Linked DNA regions of Mus musculus: region 1 is linked to region 2. A link is a contact called in public Hi-C data. All regions are on one chromosome and are shown on one strand. Each heading gives the region's core, a stretch centred on a gene start, on an enhancer-like site or on the middle of the called end of the contact. The rest is flanking DNA. Distances are from core to core; before and after follow the strand shown.

Region 1 (5,861 bases), core at 3,256-5,755, 200 kb before region 2:
CACAAGCATTCATGGTCCCTCCAGTACAGTGAGAGTGGAAGGTGTTAGAACGGACCCAAGAGGGCTCTCCAGGCAATTTCCCCCATGCAACTGACTGAAGACCCCTCTCGCAATCCTATCCCACATATCCTAACTCCCACTCTGAACCCTGAGGCTCCCAAGCCTCAAACTGAAGTCCTGGGCCTAAGAAAACTAACTCCTGCTGTTATACCACCCAGCTCCTGGAAGCAGGATCCTGGCTGGCTGAACGGGACCATATTCTGGACAGTGAGGACCTGGGCCAGGACGCTGAGGCCACACAGGCTCTTCTGCGGTGCCTAGAGGCCACCACAAGAGACTTGGAAGGGTTCAGCAGTCGCATTGAGCAGTTACAGCAAACAGTTGCCCTTCTGGAGAGTGGACAGACCCCAGGCAGGTAGGCCAGAGCCACACACTCCCTGGAGAGGAGCCGAGAGAAGGGCGCAGATAAGGGAGCAGAGACGGGTGTCAGAGGGAGAGGAGGCTGGTCCAGTCTGGAGAAGGAGGGATGAAGCCTATGCTGTCCTTTCTTCCTGTCGTAGTCCTAGGGTGCTGGCCCAGCTGCAGGCTGTGAGAGAGGCCCATGCACGGCTGCTGCAGAGAGCAGAAAGCAGGGGGGAGGCGCTGCGTGAACAGCTGCACCTGTACCAGCTGGAGCAAGAGGCCTTGCTCCTGGATGCCTGGCTGACCACCAAGCTGGCCGTCGCTGAGTCTCAGGACTATGGACAGGATCTAGCAGGCATCAAGGTGGGTTAGTCCTCGGTAGACCCAGAGAACAGGGATTAGGCTTCCTTAGGCAAGGAAAACATGTTTGAGGATGGGAGATTCTGAGGGGTGAACGAGGATTCTGAGGGGTGCCACTGGAAGAGACTGCATGCAGTTCTAGAACTCTAAGGTTGAATGAGTGATGTTGGGGCCACTGGTACTGCCAGGCTCCTAATGAGCTTTCAAGGCTGCCAGTCGAAGGTCTGCAGTCCCTGGCCTTACCCCTCCTAGGTGCTGGAAGACATGTTTGGTGCTTTCAACAGAGAAGTCCAGAGCCTGGGCCAGGCCAAGATGCAGACCCTGAGGGAGCGGATGGCTTCCCTAGAAAGAGGAGCACCCAGGTTCTACCCCCAGATTCAAGCTCAGAAGTGTCGCGTCCAGGCCGCTTGGGAGGGGCTGAACAAGGCAATCAAAGTCCGTACAGAGGTAGGCCATGTCTCGAGGGGTGCTCCAAGGGCTGTGGGGCACAGTACAGCCTCCAGCAGGTTCCCCCTCATTCTTTCTCAGAACCTGGCAGCAGCCTGCGATCTCCGGAGCTTTGAGCAGGCTGCCTCGGAGCTGCAGAGATGGATACAGGAGAAGACCACCCTGCTGGAGGAAGCATTCCAAGTCCACAGCCTGTCACCTTCACAGCCCCTTCTGCAGCAGCAGCAGCAGCAGCAGCAGCAGCAGCAGCAGCAGCAGCAGCAGCAGCAGCAGCAGCAGCAGCAGCAGCAGCAGCATAGGCGCCTGCAGGTAAAGGCCTTGCCTGACAGAAGCTGCTCAGCCCAGCCCCACTCCTCCAGCAGAAGACCTGTGTGCCTCAGTCCCTCATCAGAGATGACTGGCAATGGCCTCGCCTGGGTCCTGCCCCTGAGCCACTTCTCCAGGGTATTCAATCACTTTCCTCTGGGCCAAGGGACTTGGAACAGGTTTTAAGCAGAACTTGTTAGAGGGGTTTCCACAGGCCAGGGGCTACTAATGCAGAGCATGCCAGTGTAGCATCATGTTCTGGTTGCAGAGAGAACTGAGGGCTATTGAAAAAGAGGTGTCAAGAGTGCAGATGGAGGCCCATCGGCTCGGCCAGCACTACCCTGTGGCTCAGGGGAGTCTTAGTGAGTGGCTCACCAAGGTGCAGGGGGCCTGGACCAACCTGGAGGCCAAAGTCCAGGAATGGAGCCAGAAGCTGTTGCAGGCTACCCAGGGCCACACCTTTCTTGGGAGCTGCCGGGAATTGCTGTAAGTAGGGGGCCATACTCTTAGCTCAGTTCTGCCCTATCCTGATGTTTCGGGGAGCGGGTAGCACTTCTTGCTGCTGTCCCTAAGCTGCCTTGCCAGCTCTGCTAGTAGCTCTCTTTCCCTGCCTGGCAGAGCGTGGGCTCAGGAGATGCAGGAGCTGCTTTCTAAGGAGAAGCAGGCTGGGGATGTGGTGGGGGCCAAGCAGTTCCTTGAGCAGCATGAGGCGCTGGAGCAAGAGATTCAGGAACGCTGCCTTCAAGCCCAGACCATACGGCACGAAGGGCAGCAGCTGCTGGACAACGGCCACTTCCTGTCCCCAGAGGTTTGAGCAGAGGACGGGAGGAGCCCCACTCCTAGAGGGGCTAGCAGCCCTAGGGAGGTTGAGGCAGCCTGAGATCCTTGTTGGCTCGGCTCTCCTGCCTGCCCTGGTGGGTGGGAGCTCTGCCCAGGCTTTCATGGCACCCTTCCCACAGGTGGCAGAGTGTATGCAGGAGCTGGAAAGACATCTGCAGGAGCTTCAGGTAGCCTGGGCCCTGCGTGGACAACGCTGGGAACAGACCCGGAGCCTGCAACAGCTGCGGCAGAGGCTGGAGCTGGCTGAGGCTTGGCTGGCCTCCTGGGAGCGCCTGCTGCTGGACCCCAGCTGTGGGGTAAGGGGAGGCAGACCCTGATATTCTCGGTTCCCTGACCCTTGGGGCTAAGCCTGGGGGGGGGGAAAGGAGAGCCAGCACCCCAGAACAGAACACATTTCTCTCAGCACTCGGTGTTGGAAGTGGAACGCCTGCTCTACAGACACGAGGGCTTAGAAAAGCTGCTGGTGGCCCACGAGGAGACATTCATTCAGCTTCAGACGATGACAGAGGTTCAAGGGCTGGAGGAGGGGAGGCTGGGGATACTGAGAAGAGGCACGAGGGGTATAGGGGGGGACAGTTGGTCAATCTACAAGTTAGGGCTCCTTAGGGCAGCAAGGCCTTGTGGAGTCTTCCTCAAGGCTTCTCCTTTAGGAAAGCCACCAACCCTGCCATGCAGGGTTCCGTGGGTGCACGAGGAGGGATGATTTACTTTAGAGCTGAAGCATGATCATAGAAGGGACCAGCACTCTGAGTGGGAGAGAAGACGGGAGGACTCGTGTTTGAACACTAGGGGTGAGCTGCACATCTGGCTAAGAGGAAGGAACTGTAGCGTGGTAGCCTCGTTGGACTACCATTATCTCCCTGGAGCATGTAGCCAGGTCACAGGGGCACAGGTATCCAGGGTCCACACTCTGGAGCAGGCCCAGGGGCCAGGAGTGCTGGGGGGGCACTAGGAAGGAGGAGTGGGTGTCTCCCTTCTGACATCTGGGCCCCCATCTTGTATTTTCAGGAGGCAAAGGGTGGTCATGTCACGGAGGCATCTGTGGAACAGCAGCCCCCCACAGAAGGGAGGCAGGTGCGTGCTAGCTCTAACTGCAGGCAACCATATTCAGCAACCATCCAGGCCTGCCACTGTGGCTTCTGGTAGACTCCTGTGTAACTTCCTGGGTGGTCTCAGAGAAGGCAATAGTTTCTACCCACAGAAGAGGAAAGGGGAAGAGAAGGGGCTTACCCCTACCTGCTTTGGTTGCCAGGTCAAGAACTTCCAACCTCTCGGTTGTCCTGTCTGAGCCCACCCTTGTTTCCTCTTCCCGGTGAAAACTGTGAGCAGTACTTTTCCTGAAAGAGTCTGAGGCCTGGCCTGGGGGCCCTTTTCCCTGTCTTCCCCACAGCCCAGAACCAGCTTCCCAACCAGCAGCCATGGGATCTTGGCAAGGGGAGCCTCGAGCCCATTCTCAGATATGAGGAAGGCAGAAGTGCCAAGTGGCACTGGGGTAAGAGCTCTCAGGCAATTAGAAGCATCTCAGGGGGATAGAAGATAGCTCCCATAGGGAAAAGCCAAGGGCCCCTGTGATCCCTGTACCTCATTGCTCCCCAGGAACTGGCTTACGTGTCCCCCCTTGTACCTGAGGAGACTGAATGTGAGAGGCTGGAGGACAGAAGGCAGACTTTCTTCCCAAGGTGAGGGTTATAGGCCTGGCCCGACAGCAAGCTTGGCTGGGGCTATAGGCAGAGGTCCAGCATGACAGGTCAGCTTAGAAGGCAGGCTGAGCATCTCTGAGTTCTGTTTGCAGTGTTGTCTGAAAAGCAGGCTGCAAGCTGGCAGCCAGCCTTGGGTAGCATGGCAGGTGGGCTGGAGGGGAAGGAAGGAGGGGCTGCTGGGGCCCAGGTTCCCAGTGTTATTGTACCTTACAGAGCTATGAGCTTTTACAGCCCATCTCTCTAGAAAGTGAGCCTTGCGGCTTTTCTCAATGAACTTACTACTCTGAGTGGCTTAAAAACTCGCCAGACACAGATAATCAGTAGCAGAGGTAAAGATTTTCCTGTCCTGTCCCCTTTGGAGTCTGTACCAACTCCCTACCTCCACCCCACCCCTTCTAGCCAGGGACTGTGTGGGCTCTGTTTCTTTTGGGACTCAAAGGCTGTGTTAACTCCAAATGCTGTCTTGATTGGTCTGGACTGTGGCCACGCCCAGGTCTATGTGCAGAAAGAATGTGCAGAACACACCCTTTGCCATTTGTGCCTGCCTCACGAGTCTGCTGGGTTCTCTGTGGAGTGGTGTGTGTGGGGGGGTTCCTCCCTGTTCCTTGGTCCTAGCTCCCTCCCTCACTGTCATCACCTCCCCTTGTTCCCACCTTTTTTCCAGAATCCCAAAGGAACCCTGGATTTTTCCACCTCCCTGCAGTGAGCTCTCAAGGAGTCTGCTTGGAAGTGTTGAGCGCTCACCCACACTGTAGCACCAGAGTAGAAAGGCAGACAAGGGCTGACTCAGCATGCATCTTAGTCCCTGAGCCAGGGACACAGCTTCTAGGAAGGAGCCGTCTTGGGCAACATGAACCTTACCCTCTGGTTCTACAGCCTAGAACCCAAGGTCAGGCTCCCAGCTGAGAGCAAGGACACTGTATCCAAGTGGGATACTGGTGGAATGGGTTTTTCTCTTTATCCCAAGATGCCAGGACTCAAGGCCCGCTCTGTTGAGTGGGCTTGTGAGACCCCCACATGGGAGACCCTGGCTCCCACACCTCAGAAAGCTGGAAGCCATCACACCAGCACTCTAAGGTGACAAGGCTCTCTTCCCCCATAGACTCCAGGAACATGCTATCACAGGGGCTCACTTCCCCCCCCCCCATCTCCCCACCTTCTACACCTACCCCTCAGAAGCTCCACATGCCATTACTGCTCTGGCCATCCCCCAGTCAAGAGTCTCTCTGGGTGACCACACACCCCTGGATGCTCCCCAAGTCCTCACTCTCAAACTTCTTTTCCTTGCTCTCTGAGACATCTGAGACAGTGCCTCTGCTCTTTAGCTCCATCCTGACTCCATCCTGTCTTGTCTCTGTTCCTGATTCCAGGGGGATACAGGGTCAAGGTGTCAGCATGTGCAGGCCAATGGCAAGAAGTATAAAGGCTAAGGGATTAGGCAGACTGAACGCAGGCTCTCCTTTGGCATGCTCAGCCTCACGTGGATCCTGGCTTCATGCTCAGCCACCTCAGCTATGCCTTTCCTATCTCCAAGCCAAGGGGCTTTGGGCCCTCTAAGAACTGGGGTAGGGTACTTGGGGCATCTCTAAGAATTGGGGTAGGGTACTTGGGGCATCTCTAAGAATTGGGGTAGGGTACTTGGGGCATCTAGATGAGGATGTGAATACCTCCCCCCCCCCCCACATACACCCAACACCAGTCCCCAGGTCCAGTCAAATACATCTGTCATATACATCTAGGCTGGCACTCAGCTATGTGCCTGAAGGCCCTCATGCTGTAACAGGTGATGGCCATGGTGACAGCCAC
Region 2 (5,208 bases), core at 353-2,852:
TGAGGCCCTGTCTCAAATTAAATAAATAAATAGCCAGAGAGATAGCTGAACACATAAAGGCACTAGGCACAGAACCCTGACCATCTGAGGTCTGTCCCAGGAACCAACAAATAAAAGCCAGTGCAGTAGTGTGATTCTATGATCCTATTGCTCCTACAGATGGGAGGCAGATACTGTCCAGAAGCACTTCAGCCAGCTAGCCTAGAGTACTCAGTCCACCAGAGTAAGGAAAGACCTCAGCAAGGTGGAAGATGAGAACTGAATTCTGCAAGTTGTCCTCTGACCTCCATACACACACACACACACACATACACACACACACACACACACAGAGGCAGACACACACATGCTCATATGAAAGGAAGAAAAGAAGTAAATGGTCCACTTGTAAAAAGCAAAAAGAATAGTTTTTGTGATGGTTTGTATATGCTTGACCCAGGGAGTGGAACTATTAGTAGGTATGACCCTGTTGGAGTGGGTGTGTCACTGTGGGTGTGGGCTTTAAAACCCTCATCCTGAGCTGGGCAGTAGTGGCACAGGCCTTTAATTCCAGCACTTGGGAGGCAGAGGCAGGTGGATTTCTGAGTTCAAGGCCAGCCTGGTCTATAGAATGAGTTCCAGGACAGCCAGGGTTACACAGAGAAACCCTGTCTCGGGGGCAGGGAGGAAGGTCAGTATTCTGCTAGCAGCCTTCAGATAAAGATGTAGAACTCTCAGCTTCTCCTGCACTATGCCTGCCTGGATGCTGCCATGTTCCCACCTTGATAATAATGGACTGAATCTCTGAACCTGTAAGCCAGCCCCAATTAAATGTTGTTCCTTATAAGAGATGCCTTGTGCAGACTGTGCGAGGGACAGCCTCATGGAGGAAGCAACAGTGTCAACCAGCCAGACCCCCCAGAGCTCCCAGGGACTGGATCTCCAACTAAAGAGTATACATGGAGGCACCCATGGCTCTGGGCACATATGTGGCAGAGGATGGCCTTGTTGGATAGCAGTGGGGGGAAAGGCCCTTGGCCCTGAGGGTGTTCGATGTCCCAGTATAGGGGAATGCCAGGATGGGAAGACCAGAATGGGCAGGGGAGCACCATCATAGAGGCAGGGGGAGAGGGGGATGGGATAGATGGTTTCAGAAGGGGAGATCTGGAAAGGGGAAAACACTTGAAATGTAAATAAAGAAAATACCCAAGGGAAAAAAATTGCCTTGGGCCTGGAGAGATGGCTCAGTGGTTAAGAGCACCGACTGCTCTTTCAAAGGTCCTGAGTTCAATTCCCAGCAACCACATGGTTGCTCACAACCAGGGGATTGTAGAGCCGGGATCGATGCAAAAAGCAAGAGGAATTAATTGTTCCAGTGCACTGGGGTTGTCCCAGACCCACAGGAGAGGCAGCAACTACCAGCACCAGTTTGGGAGTTTTTATATGGTTTCCAGGGCAGAACAAAGCAAAAGCAACTAGGTACAATATGATTGGTGGAACAGTGCACCTTTTAAATTGATTGGTCTTTAGGGAATGAGGTGACAAGGACTTCGGTTGTCTGAAGATGAGCAAGGCCAGTCCTGCGGAATGTGTCCCCACCCTCAGGTCGGTTCTCTCTTGTGGTCTGAGAAATGCTAATTAGCCTCTCCCTTCTGGAGGGGCAGTGTTTCTTGACTTTCTCAAAGTTCCTGAGATGACCTTTTTAGGATCTGGTGCCCTCTTCTGGTATGTTTGAAGACAGATATATATATATATGTGTGTGTGTGTGTGTGTGTGTGTGTGTGTATTGGTCACGGTATCTGTTTACAGAAGTAAAAGCCTAACTAAGACAGTTTCTAAGAAAGCAATATTAATGCAATACACATTGAGAGCCAGTTTCAAAACCAAAATTAGTTAGTTAATTTAAATAAAGTGAGTTTTTAAAAGAACGGTATTGGAGAGGTGGCTCAGCAGTTAGGAGCACTGGCTGCTCTTCTTGAGAAGTGGGGGCAGGGGGTGGTCTTGATTCCCAGCGTCCACTCAGGAGTTAATAATCACCTATAACTACAGTTTCAGGGGATCTGTACTGTACTGAGGGGATACCTCCTCAGGTTCTCACAGGCACTGATCAAAGTGGTATGCAGATGCACAAGCAGGCAAGACACCCATACACAGAAAATAAGGAAAGAAAGCTGAGTGTGGTGGCACACACCTTTAATCCCAGTACTCGGGAGGCAGAGGCAGGCGGATTTCTGAGTTCGAGGCCAGCCTGGTCTACACTACAAAGTGAGTTCCAGGACAGCCAGGGCTATACAGAGAAACTCTGTCTCGGGAAAAAAAAAAGAGAGAGAGAGAGAAGAAAAAGAAAAAAGAAAAGAAAAGAAAAAAGAATTTCATATATTTGTATATATGAATCAAATTTCATATGATAGATCTTTCTCAGGCTGCTCTTGTAGCCCTGCCCATAGGTAACAACCCCATCTTTTCAAAGGCTGATCTGGCCTTCATTTGTTGGCACACACCTGAAATACCAGCACTTTACAGGCTGAGGCAGGACACTTCAGCTTCCAGGCCAGCCTGGGCTACAAAGCCAAACCCCATCTCAAAAATAAAGAAACCCACATCGTCTAAAGAAAACTCTTGATATATTCCATAATTATTTACGTCACTACGGAAACAGAAGGCTTTGCAAGTAAGAAGCCAAACTGCTCTATTCTCTTTCTCAAATGTCAGTGGTATGTTGGCAAAGATTCTGAGAGGAGTGAGAACAGAAAAGCAGTGACACGAGAGAGTCAAAATGCTCCTCATACAGACACATCAGTCAAGAAAACAACAACAACCGGAAAAGAAAGATTGTGTTCAAGACAGTTTGCAGGCAAATCTGCATCAACTTCCTCCAGTAATACATACTAACATTTTTTAGATTAAAATATGGTGACAAACAACCAACTTAACTCCCTTGAGGTATTTCAGTTCACTTGTTCACATACGCAGGACTGGTGAGGTTTCATGACTCAAAAGGATAAATCCTGGCTCTGATACCAGGCGGGGCAGCCTGGATGTTCCTGTAAACAACCAATCAGGAATCAAACTTAGAAATGTAACGAGCCATTGTTGCTGAGATGTGACTGGGGAACAGACAGCCCAGAATGGCGTCAGTTTAAGGATGTGTCATGTGAATCCGCCTACAGATGACTCTAGGAGCTGCTTCTGAAATGGGAGGAGGCTGTCATCACCTCTCCTGGTGGCACAGGCACCAGCACTGTAGAAAATCATGTTCTTTTGGAAGTGTATTCAATGCGTCGCTTCCCTTCCCCCATGCTTTCCTCTCCATCCTGAGCCATGAACTTGATCCTCACACTAACCTTAGTGAGGAGCTGCCAGAGGAGCGAAATGGTAACATTTTACAAATACCTATGGAGCTAGGAGCTGGAGCACTGCTCAGGCAGGCATCCCACAAGTCCTCTCAGTAGGTGTGGGGGGAAGCCTGGTGTCCCACAGTGAAAGGAAGAGATAGATGAGAGCCCACAGGAGCCCATCCAGACTGATGGTTGTATCCTGTTTTTCCTTCTCTGCAACAAATTTCAGGGGAGTGACTACTGGTAATGTTGGATTCTTTTCTGGGAAGAGAAGTCTATAGTTTTTCTCATGGAACTAAACAAAGGCTCAGAAGGATTAAATATGCCTGATGCTGACAAAGTGAATTTAGGGGCAACAGAGTTGGCTTGGTGAGTAAATGTTCTTGCTACCAAACCTGATGACTTGAGTTCAATTCCTGTGACCCGCATGAAATGATAAAACCAACTCTTGCAAGTTGTCCTCTGACTCTCAAACATGCTAACTTCACACGCTGCCCTCACCCAATAGATAAAGACACAAAGGATAATGGAAATGTAATAAAAAGTTTAAATAAAAAAAATTTAAAGTCAATTTGAACTGTGAAAACCATTGTGAAGCCACAAGTACTGGGGCTTCTAACATCATTACACATCTCTCCTAATGGAGCAAGCAGGCCTCCTTGTCAGCCTATTACTGTTTCTAGCCACAGGTACACACCATATAACTAGCCACAAAGTGAAGTTATATAAGACTATCCAACCTAAGGCTTCTGCAATTCTTTTCAAGAAGGTTCCATATAATTCTGAAACCCTACCCCACCCTCTAAAGATACTATAATATCTTCTCTCTAAAGATACTATAATATCTTCTGGTACCAAACGAAACCCAGACCTTCACCTCTTTTTTTATTTATTATTATAAATAAATAAGATTATTATAAATAAATAAGATTTATTTATTATTATAAATAAGTACACTGTAGCTATCTTCAGACACTCCAGACAAGGGTGTCATTATGGGTGGTTGTGAGCCACCATGTGGTTTCTGGGATTTGAACTCAGGACCTTCAGAAGAGCAGTCAGTGCTCTTAACCGCTGAGCCATCTCACTAGTTGGCAGACCTTTACCTCTTGAGATTTAGACTGCATTTCATATCCTCTTCATCACTGTTTGCCTGTGTAGACTTGGATACTTAGATTTCTACCAAAAATCTGTTCTCTTCCTTTAGTCATCTTTGCTTTCCCTGTCTCCTGTTGGGTTAGAATGACCTGACCGTCATCAGGCAGAAAACCATTCTTGCTGCTTCACTACTCATTGATACAACATGATGAAGTTCTTCCTACACATACTCACTCATCACCACACCACACCACACCTCTGTGCTGGTTTGATTGAGAGTGGCTACCATAAGTTCATATTTATTTATTTATTTATTTATTCATTATAAGTACACTGTAGCTGTCTTCAGACACACCAGAAGAGGGCATCATATCTCATTACAGATGGTTGTGAGCCACCATGTGGTTTCTGGGATTTGAACTCAGGACCTCTGGAAGAGCAGTCAGTGCTCTTAACTGCTGAGCAATCTCCCCATCCCATAAGTTCATATATTAGAATGCTTGTTCTTACAGTTTTAGAGATTGAGTCCATGACCCTCATGGCAGGGACCATGGCAGGCAGGCAGGCAAGGCATTGGTCTTCAAGCAAAAGGCAGAGAGCACTAACTGGGCATGGATGGTATGGACATTTAAAAACTTAAAGCCAGCCCCCAAGTGAGACACCTTCTCTAACAAGGTCACACCTCTTTTTTTTTTCTTTTTTCTTTTTCTTTTTTTTTTAGATTTATTTATTTTATGTACATGAGTACACTGTAGCTGTCTTCAGACTCACCAGAAGAGGGCATCAGATCCCA

Evidence for each region. Hi-C and Micro-C count contacts between places; a contact is called where the count stands out from the background.
Region 1: a contact with region 2 is called in a Hi-C map of embryonic stem cells, with 1.8 times the contacts expected there. The contact joins two enhancer-like sites. A contact is called at or near these places in 2 of 484 Hi-C or Micro-C datasets (both in embryonic stem cells), 1 of 115 datasets of contacts at active chromatin or transcription factors (embryonic stem cells) and 2 of 9 other capture datasets (adipose tissue and pancreatic islet).

What each region holds. Positions count from the first base shown.
Region 1 is chr2:120,043,170-120,049,030 of GRCm38.p6, reverse strand. Sptbn5 (spectrin beta, non-erythrocytic 5) reads left to right here. Exons shown (of 67, transcript NM_001370938.1): 56 at 219-415; 57 at 561-765; 58 at 1,015-1,209; 59 at 1,291-1,518; 60 at 1,784-2,001; 61 at 2,134-2,323; 62 at 2,475-2,651; 63 at 2,759-2,863; 64 at 3,364-3,429; 65 at 3,746-3,847; 66 at 3,952-4,034. Among named protein-coding and RNA genes, the nearest start is that of Gm52559, 4.5 kb to the left of the region's middle. Within about 2 kb of position 4,505, at least 59 of the 459 cell types and tissues checked have an H3K27ac peak or open chromatin away from gene starts, as enhancers often do. A contact at or near this core is called in embryonic stem cells, where this site is marked.
Region 2 is chr2:119,840,140-119,845,347 of GRCm38.p6, reverse strand. No RefSeq gene overlaps it. Among named protein-coding and RNA genes, the nearest start is that of Tyro3, 43 kb to the right of the region's middle. Within about 2 kb of position 1,602, at least 27 of the 459 cell types and tissues checked have an H3K27ac peak or open chromatin away from gene starts, as enhancers often do. A contact at or near this core is called in embryonic stem cells, where this site is marked.